2 separate regions of the Sus scrofa genome follow, and region 2 is linked to region 1. A link is a contact called in public HiChIP or PLAC-seq data. All regions are on one chromosome and are shown on one strand. The core of a region is the stretch at or near the end of the contact, and the rest is flanking DNA. Distances in the headings are between cores, read along the strand shown. Region 1 holds the start of ADM (adrenomedullin). Region 2 overlaps SBF2 (myotubularin-related protein 13).

Evidence for each region. HiChIP or PLAC-seq counts read pairs in DNA pulled down with a chosen protein or histone mark.
Region 2: an H3K27ac HiChIP or PLAC-seq map of alveolar macrophages shows a contact between it and region 1, with 4 times the contacts expected there. The contact joins the enhancer-like site here to the promoter of ADM in region 1. A contact is called at or near these places in 2 of 5 promoter capture datasets (fetal liver and liver), 20 of 47 Hi-C or Micro-C datasets (adipocytes, adipose tissue, alveolar macrophages and 11 more) and 2 of 2 datasets of contacts at active chromatin or transcription factors (alveolar macrophages and skeletal muscle).

What each region holds. Positions count from the first base shown.
Region 1 is chr2:49,229,080-49,233,610 of Sscrofa11.1, forward strand. ADM (adrenomedullin) reads right to left here and starts at 2,442. Exons shown (of 4, transcript NM_214107.1): 1 at 2,317-2,442; 2 at 1,754-1,872; 3 at 1,448-1,597; 4 at 144-1,241. The coding sequence starts at 1,851. The coding sequence ends at 923. LOC100525978 (a long non-coding RNA gene) reads left to right here and starts at 2,874. Exons shown (of 2, transcript XR_301768.3): 1 at 2,874-4,356; 2 at 4,453-4,531.
Region 2 is chr2:49,305,414-49,310,358 of Sscrofa11.1, forward strand. All of the region lies in intron 1 of SBF2 (myotubularin-related protein 13), which reads left to right. Among named protein-coding and RNA genes, the nearest start is that of SBF2, 65 kb to the left of the region's middle. Within about 2 kb of position 2,563, at least 2 of the 83 cell types and tissues checked have an H3K27ac peak or open chromatin away from gene starts, as enhancers often do. A contact at or near this core is called in alveolar macrophages and retroperitoneal adipose tissue, where this site is marked.

The DNA.
Region 1 (4,531 bases), core at 1,192-3,691:
GAGTATTGCTCTGATAGCTCAGCCAGTGCGAAGACCCGCCAGCACGCGCCGACACAGCCTCCTACCTTCCCACCCAGGCTCCCGTGCGCACCAGGACCGGGGGCACCCTCCCTCCCAAGACTCGTGACCCGAGAATGAATCATCATTGAGACAGTTTATTGGTTTGCTACTTCGCATATCACCCATTTTATGTAAATAGATTATACAGATATGGTGTTTTCTTCTTCCCCAAGAGGCATCCAGACTCTCTTTCACGCACACACACACACACACTCTCACATTTCGCGCAGCAAACAATGTTACACCTCGCTGAGACATTCACATATTAAAATAGAGGGGAGGGGAACAATACAATTGTTTTAAAATGCCCTTAATACAATATATAACGTACAAAAATATCTCTATATTTGAAGTTACAAAAAAAAATCTTGACAGCAACAAACTTAAATATTGATAGTTACCTCTTTATATACAACATACATTGCACTTTTCCTCTCTAGGTTTTGGAAAGTTCAAGTAATAGTGAGGCTTGCGCCCTGTTGGGGTTATTCCCCTTCAGAAATCAGTTTGTGGGCGGCACGGCAGTGGCTCAGACCCTTGCCCCTGGGGGTCTAAGCATTTACTTCGCAGTTTCTCCTCTCCGTGAGCCTGGCAGATGACACTCCTTTGGATTCCTCTGCACCCTCCACCCCCACCCGGGGACCCGGGCTGGATTAAGCCGAAGAGAACACTGCCTCCAAGCAGGACGGGTTCCTGAAAATGCAGGGCTCGCCGCTGGTCTGTGCCTCCCGGACTCTCGGTCTCTCAATGCTGTCTCTGCCCGGGCCCCAGCCGCTGAGGGGCTCGGCTCCGGGAAGCCCCCCGCCCCAGGAAGCGCCGGCATGATGCATGCGCGACTGTTCGCTGCTGCCACAGTAGGCGCCTAAATCCTAAAGAGAGTGGCGAGCACTTGATGCGCCGGGGAGGCCGGGGCCCCGTGCGCCTGTGGCTCCTGGGACCTCAGAGTCCGGCCCAGGCTGGCTTCGGGCAGAGAGCGTCGGCGCCGGCGGCCGTAGCCCTGGGGGCTGATCTTGCTCCGGGGGGCGACGCCGTCCTTGTCTTTGTCCGTGAACTGGTAGATCTGGTGCGCCAGCTTCTGCACGGTGCACGTCCCAAAGCGACAGCCGAAGCTCCGCAGGCCCTGGAAGTTGTTCATACTCTGGCGGTAGCGCTTGACTCGGATGCGGGCTGCATCCGGAATGCTGGAGAGGGGAAGGAAGGCAACGTGAGACCCCCATCAAGCAAGTCTTTGGCCCCCGCCACCGAGAACGGAGCCTTTCTAGGACCAGAGGGAGCTGGAAACTGCTACCTCTATCTGAACTGCCATACAGCCCTGATGATCCCCAGGGGCAGGGCAATGGAGGAGGGTTCTTCTTGCCCACCCCGCCTAGGCGTCTGGCATAGTTACCTGGCCTGGGGGCTGCGAGAGGAGCCCTTCACATCCTGGGGCCGAATGACAGTCTGGGCAGGCCCGGCCTTCAAGTCGGCGATCCCGGTGGGGTAGCTGCTGGACAGCCGAAGTTCTCTTTTTCCACGACTTAGAGCCCACTTATTCCATCTAAAAAACATAAATAGACTTGATTCGCAATTGTCCAGGCGAGGTGCTGGCCGGTCCCCGCTTCTATTCACTTCTAACCCCTCTGGCACCAATGGTCAGTTCCCCTTGTCTTGCAGGTACCAGAACTGGGGAAGGCGCTGCCCGAGCGAGACTCACTTCTTTCGGAACTCTGCCGCCACGTCGAGCCGAGCTGTGTCAGCGCCCAGGAAGGCGAGCGAGCCCAGGTACATGAGGGCTACGGGAACCAGCTTCATCCCGGCTGAGATGTGCAGACCCTGAGATAGGAGAGAGAAGAGCCGAGGGTGAGCGCCCGGGCCCGCCGCACCGCCGGGCGGGGCACGGAGGCGGGCGGGGGACCCCGGCGCGGGCAGGCTCAGCCCGCGCTCTGCCTGACTCAGACGCTTATCTCCCCGGGGCGCAGAGAGGCGCCAGCGGCATTTGCACCCGCCAGGCGGGTGACAGGCCCCGCAGGGGAGGCCACTGCCCCGCGCCAGGCTCCCGGAGGTTCCCCTCTCAACTTGTCGTAATTTGCCTGACAGAGCAGAGGGGACTGGGTTTCTGGAGTTTCAACTGTATCCACAAGCTGGGCGTGGGATGGGGGATGCACCCAGCAGAGGACCCTCCAAAGTGGACAGCACTCCTCACCCAGAGCTCCCAGTCTCCGGCTTGGGCAACCCCCACCCCCACCCGCTTTAACCCGCTCCGCTTTTGGTGCTTACCTGCTAAGGGGGTGATCTGCCAAGATTTGGGAAGATGAAGTCTGAGACGTCCCTCTGGCAGTGGCAAAACCCCGACGTCCAAGCTGTGGTAAGAAACTAGAGGTGGCAAGGCTCGAGCTGTTCCGCCTCAGTGTCACCAAGAAACCACTGAGTGGCCGGCTCTCGTTCCTCGGCTTTATAAGAGCGCAGGGGGCGGGGCCTAGGCTGCCCTCGCGCCCTCCCTTTCTTCCCTTGGGCGCGCACTCTGCAATCAGGCGCGCGCATTGCTTGCTTGAGGGTACGTGCTTTGGGTGGGGGCGAGGTGGGGGGCGTCCCTCATACCGAGAGGGCTCAGAGATGAGCTCCAGGAGATAGGTGCAAGAACTGCCCCAGCCCTGACTCTCCCTGCACGGGGTTCAGACTTTAAGCCGAGCCGAAGTGAGGCTGTACAGCCTCTTGAGGTCCTTACCCAGGACCTATGCAGCCAAGAGTGTAAGGTCTCCTGACACAGAACTTCAAGAGCCAGCATACGGTAGCACGCAGATGACTTGAACCCAGGACCTTGGGAGCTGTGCCCTCTAGTGGACCGCGCCCCCTGCCGGCTCGGCGCCTGACCTGGCCGCGACCCTAGACGCTCCCAGAGCCTCAGGGGCAGGGCACACACAGAGCACAGCTGAGAGGAGGGGGGCTTGCCAGTGGCGGAGACTCCGGGGTTCTGGAATGGACTAGCAAGATTTCGCAATAGGGGCAAGGCTCAGAAAGACTGATTTGACAATTGGGATTTAGAGAGGGGAGTTATCTGAAGTTTCAGAATTTGCGTGCCTATTTGGAAATTTAGGAATAACCAAAATTAGGAGGAAGAATAACCTTTTCGTCCCCCCCCCCAGTAATCCAATTATGCCTTATAAGGTTACAACCTGAAAGTTTGCCTTGCTGCCCTCGAAGCCTACGTTCACCCCTTGTAAACGTGAGAATTTACTGCCAGGGAGCACACTAATGCTTCATGAATGTTAATCGCTTTACAGTTTACAAAGCATGGCCACATCCTGATCTTTGATCCTCACACCTACCCTTGAGTTAGATGAGGAAGGTAACACCGATTTTCTACTTGGTGAAATGAGAAAATTAAGATTCACAGGGGGTCTCATTTGCCCAAAGTCACATCAAAGGTGGTAAGCAGTAGTGTCCTGGACTCACTGGACTGGGGCTCAGCGTGAATTTTTCTAGGCTGGGGTCATCATGCCATCAAAGGGGGTTGGAGAGTCCTAGCTCCCGCCCAAGGATTTTGCCTGTTCATGATGAATCACCCCCAAGCCTGTTTTGTCACCCGTTTATGCTCTTCCATCACTGCTTCTTGACTTCACTTTCTCATTTAGCTTCTGGGGTGGAATGGGGGAGGGGTTGCACTCCGCCTCCTGGGCTCCCTACTTCTTGCAGGAGGGCTTCTCATGTCCTATCACCCACTACTCTGGATGTAGGTCCATGAAGCCCAGGGCCTAAACTGAGAAGCAGAGAGAGCAGGTCCACTGGAACTCTGGACCAGCTTCTAAATCTCATCCTGTGTACATGGGCAAATCACATCTCTTCTATAATTTCACTGTGTACATGGGCAAATCACATCTCTTTTATAATTTCCTCATTTACAACCTGCCCCTGGTAGATCTCTAAGCTTCCTACCTGCTCTGCCATACCGGTTCTGAGAATCCGTGCACAGGCGGCTGGCGCTGAAGCCTGCGGACCTTGCCTGGCCTGGGCAGTGTACTGCTGGCTCAGCCACCTTTCCACTCCAGGACTGACTGGTGGACATTGCACCCGGGGAAGGAACGGCTGCGCCGAAGTTATTTATTCTGAGGACCCTTCCCCCAGGAAGTCACCTGAGCAGTCCTGAGCTCCAGCTGAGGGCGGGGGACAGATTCCGGGTTCGGGCTCGGGATCCGGACTCCGCGGGTCGGAAAGGTGCAGCGCAGCGCACTGGCTGGGTTCCAGCCACCCCGCTGACCAAAGGGCAGTCGCCACAGCAGACCGGGTCTGCGGCTCGTCGGCCCGCACTGCGGACAGCAGGTATTAACTGAGCGCCTGTTCTGTTTCTAGGAGTCTCCCCAGTATAACTATTCTCTTTTTCTCGCTCATGACTCATTTCTCATCGCTTCCTTTCAGTTCGTCCCTTGAGATTCAGACTCTTCGCAGCGACCCTGTCTGGGACCGATCAGTCAGTCCTGAGGATGCGACCAGCTGG
Region 2 (4,945 bases), core at 1,313-3,812, 76 kb after region 1:
GTAATAAGTTAACCATCAGAGGAAAGTGGACAATGGTTATCACAGTAGGCAGATTAATCAGGGGGTTCCTAAGATTGACATGGAGGGTCAGGCAGCTCACTAAGGTCTTCCTCCATCTGGATACCTGAATGAAAAAGAAACAAATCAATAAGCCAACCAAAATATGTTTGGTCTGATTAACATAGAATTGATGTTAGGTCACCATGCTGGAATCACCTAGTCCTCATACCTCTATCACTTTACAAATATAGAACTCCTGGATGACAAAGAGGCAAGTTACCTTCCTTTGAGGCAGGACTTTGTGGTAATATTACAGGTAGGTGTGGTTAATTTTTTTCATAGCCTTCCCTAAAGAAAGGGACTTAGGGCCATACATGAGTGTAACTAGGTATCAGGGAAGGGAAAATACTCAAAACTTTCAGGGATTATTGGAACTTGAGCTAATGCTAATTCCTAGTGACTCAGGAGACTGTGTCTCACCAGGCAGAATGGGGTCTTATGGAAATCAGGTATGGAATGGAGCTTTGGCTGAAAACTATTTCAGAGTGGGCCTAGTGAGTCAGTGAATTTATCCTGTGGTTATATCTTGTTTCCCTAAGAAACAATACTTGAAATAAATATGTTTGACGGTTGGGAGAATTCCCAAGTGGCTTCCATATCCGTGAATTAAGTTATTATGGTAGGAAGAGCCAGGTGTAGCTCTCTGGAGCTCTCTCTTTCTACCAAGATAATAAACCAAGAACAGTCTCATGTCCTGAATTACAGAGATTAATATTGCATTAAAGACCCAAAAGGTTCAGGAGTAGAAAGGTTCGGAGTGCACTGAACTTGTTTTGTCTGTGTAGAAGATAGAAAGATCTTGGAGAATGATGATGTATTGTCATAACCTTCTTTGCCTACTCTGGTTGTATCTGGTGCTCCACATGTGATCTCTTCACTAGAAATAGACACTGGCACCTGGACACACACACACACACACACACACACACACACACACACATATCATCAGAAATGGCCAGCAATGTAGTAGGTTAGTTAGTTTTTAAACTCTGTGCCATAATTTAGTCTATAGGGATTTTTGTTCATCTCAGCATCTCAAAGTACATCTCACATCTACACCTTAGTGAAGTTTCTGAGGTGACAGTATTTAAGGATATGTTGAAATGTCCCTTCTGAAATAGAAGATAAGCTACTGCATCTTATTTCCCTTGCTACCAAAAGGAATTACAATAACTGGTGGATCTTTTTGGGTTTGGGGTCAGTATATACTTCATTTAAGTGTACTGTTTCATCCCCCTTACTGAGTAATCCATAAAGCTGCACCTAGATTGCTTTATAGAGCTTGAACCAGGCTGAGGTAGGAGAATCATGGTGAGGGCCCCTTGATTTTAGAGCTAAGCTATATCCTTTTTGGCAAGCAAATACTTTACTTTTTTTTTTTTTTTTTTTCTTTTTGGGACCGTACCCACAGCATATGGAGGTTCCCAGGCTAGAGGTCTAATCAGAACTACAGCTGCCGGCCTATGCCATAGCCACAGCAGTGCAGGAGTCTGAGCCGCATCTTCGACCTATACCACAGCTCATGGCAACACCAGATCTTAACTCACTGAGAGAGGCCAGGGATTGAACCCAAAACCTCATAGTTCCTAGTCGGATTGGTTTCTGCTGCACCACAGTGGGAACTCTGCAAATATTTTACTTTTGAAAGATGCTTTAGGTCTATTATATCTAATAGAGAACAAATGCCCAAATACTGGATACCAGTGATATGAACTTCCTACACAGATAATGCCTAGTAAGCAGCAGTTCCATCATCAAATAGCCATTGGGCACAAAGCAGGTACTGAAAGCACATGTATGTTGCATAGGCAGAAAGCTCTTTCTCTATGGCTCTCTCTCTCACAACTTCACACCCATGGCTTCCTTCCTGGACCGTTCCTTATGTTCCTAGTTAACGTGGGGCTTTGTACAGTGTGTTGACATTTGTCAGACTAATGGTCAGACTCTGATAGAAATTGCCAGTTACCGTCTTATATCTAGTTTCCCCTCCTTTAGAAACAAAGCTCGTGTGTGTGTGTGTGTGTGTGTGTGTGTGTGTGTGTTTGGCAGAACAGTTGTCACTTAACTAAGACTCCACCTTTCAATTAGGCATGGCTGTGTGACTAGGCTTTGGCTAGTGATGTTTATGTGAAATTGTTCTTCCAGAGATTCTCCCTAATAATCTATGCCCTTCTCAATTTTTACTTGAAACATGGACATGTTGTTTGGAGCTCTAGCGCTAAACCATGAGAATGAGGGCCAAACCCTGTAGATAGTGGGTCAGTGAAACTGTAGAAACTGGATTCCCAAGACCATAGATCTGTCATTTGTCCTGGACTCCCACTTCTAGACTTCTTTTATATGAAATGAAACAAACTTCTCCCTTGTAAGCTGCTAATATTGTAGGTTTCCTGTCATATGCTTCTGAACTTGTGACGGAGACACTGAATACCCAGATAGATAAGGTACCACTCTCTATGACAGCGAATGGAGGAGAAGATACGGGTTTTGTAGAAATAATGGAATATCCCATTTTGGTCATGAATAATTTACCATTTGTGGAAGTGCCCAGTAGGGGTGTAGATGGCATTGGGAGCTTGTGAAATACTGTTTTATGGGGAGAAGAAGGCAATTTTGTTTTTAAAGAGTGAAACCTCAGGGAAAACAACTGGCCTTATAACTTGTTTACTTTTAGTAGGATAGGAAGTTTGATTTTGAGAAGAACTGAGAAGAAAACATAAGGCTTGGATTATCTGTGCTGGTGGTTCTGCTCCAAGGTGAACTTTGAGTTAGAGATGTGAAAGAAAGAGAAAAGGAAAACGTTGTAGGTAGAGGGCGTATTTAAACTATATTTGGGAAGAAGAAATTGAGCATCTGTATTCCTTTAAAGCGCAAGGCACAGGTTCGGCAAAGGCCGGTTAGCTCAGTTGGTTAGAGTGTGGTACTAATAAAACACAAGGCACGGGTTGATATTCTTTCAAACTCAGAGATTTCCTGCCTTTTCCTTTATTGAGTTAGAGTTAGGAAACCCATAGATAGAGACGTGTTGAATGAGTTTTAATGAGAAGTTCAGGTGTATCATGCCTGGTTGCATTGTGCAACAAACAGGAATCTTTCTTGTTTGAGGAAGATGAACATGATGACCTTTGCTGTTGTTCAATCAATAACTTCTCTCCCTAGTTCAAAGGTGTTATATTTTAAAATTCCTATGCTAAAACTAAGTACCTATCACGTAATAATCTTATCTTCAGTTGGAGGGAAACTTAAAAAACATAGTGCAAGTGATACAGCAAGTCATAGTAGAGAATTGTGTTTTAAATGTGTAATTTTCGTTTTATTCTAAGAGGATTGATGCATTCTGAATGCTACCAACATATTGGTGTTTTTGAATGTTTTCTAAGAAAGTTGCCTAAAATTTTTATGTGGTAATTTTTTTTCTGCTGTATTATCAACAGGGGCTAAATATTCTGTGGTATCATGGTAATACATTTCTATAATACTTTAAAAGGCATAGATATACTATTATGTTGCAGAAATTCCTTGCTGCTTCTTTTTTATTCCTCCTTTTCTCCTTTCCCTTCACCCGTGTTCTTTCTGTGCTTCTATTTCTACCCCTGTTTTGTTTGTAAGGTTGCTGATTTCTCAGTATTACATAATAGGCATGTTTTTGTGATACTCATTTTCGTCTAAGATAACTTTAACCAGTCTAGAAAGAGATCTTTTATTCTACATCATACAAAATAACGATATTTAGTCAGTAACGTGGAGTTCTTTGCCAGCAGACAAGTTATTGAGGCTTAGTTTAAATTCATACAGTTTAAATGAGTATGGTTTTCCTAGCAAGGTAATCTATCTGGAGATTTTTGTCTACTCTTTAGGTTGACAACCATAGTTTTGTTCCCTCTAGTGGTAGATGTATGTATTTCACATTTTCTGATGTTCATCATGCATAGAATTTTAGAGCCGGAAGAGACCTAAGATCACTTTATAGGTAAGAGACTGAGATTCAGAGAAGTTAGAGGATTTGCTTAAGGTTACTAGTTAGAGATAGAGCTAAGACAGGCCTGAGATCTCTTGATTATCAGTATAGTGTTCTTCTTTAAAACAAGGCTCAGTGGTGTATGCATATGTCTGTGAGGACTTGCTTAGATTAGTTTGAAGATATTCACTGTGTGCTGATATTTATATCTTGGATTATTTCTGTTTATTCATAGTTACTGTTGATGCGTTTAGTGTAGTAGTCTATTGAGAAATAGAAGGACTCTTGAAAGAGTGACCAAGATAGGAAGGGAAATGGGAATCATATTTACCTTTGAGAAGACATAGTAGTTGTCTTTAAGTAGTTGAAGTGTTTACTTTTTGAAGAAGGTTGAGCTTATTTTTAGCTTGTTACATTGAGTATAGCAGATGTTAATTATTGACTCTGTGGGCTTTCCCTGAGATGGTCTAGTTTCTTTCAATAGAATAGGAGGAACTAGAGCAAGTCAGGGCCCTAGAACTAGACTTACCTATAGTGTCACACCCAGATTAAGTTCTGTGTTGAAAGAGGAGATAATTCTGGTGGTTCCTATCCATCTGCCCTGCCACAGTACAGCAAAGGGTTACAAGTCAGGCAAGCAGTAAACTTAAAGATAGAGAAGTTTTAAGTGAACCAAAGTTGTTGGACTAAGGATAGAGGATGGAGAATATTGCCCTAGAAAGAGAAGAGCCAGTTGACACCAGGACACCAGCCATTGGTTGAATACTGGAACAATGTGAGAACATTACCTGGTATGTAAGTTTATTTCTTTATGTGTAAAATGGAGATTAATAGTTTTATTTTATAGCTTGTTAGGTTTAATTCCCTTATGTATAGCAACTGCACAGTAAATATCATTTGGATCTGATTTGAGAGTGATGACCTGAG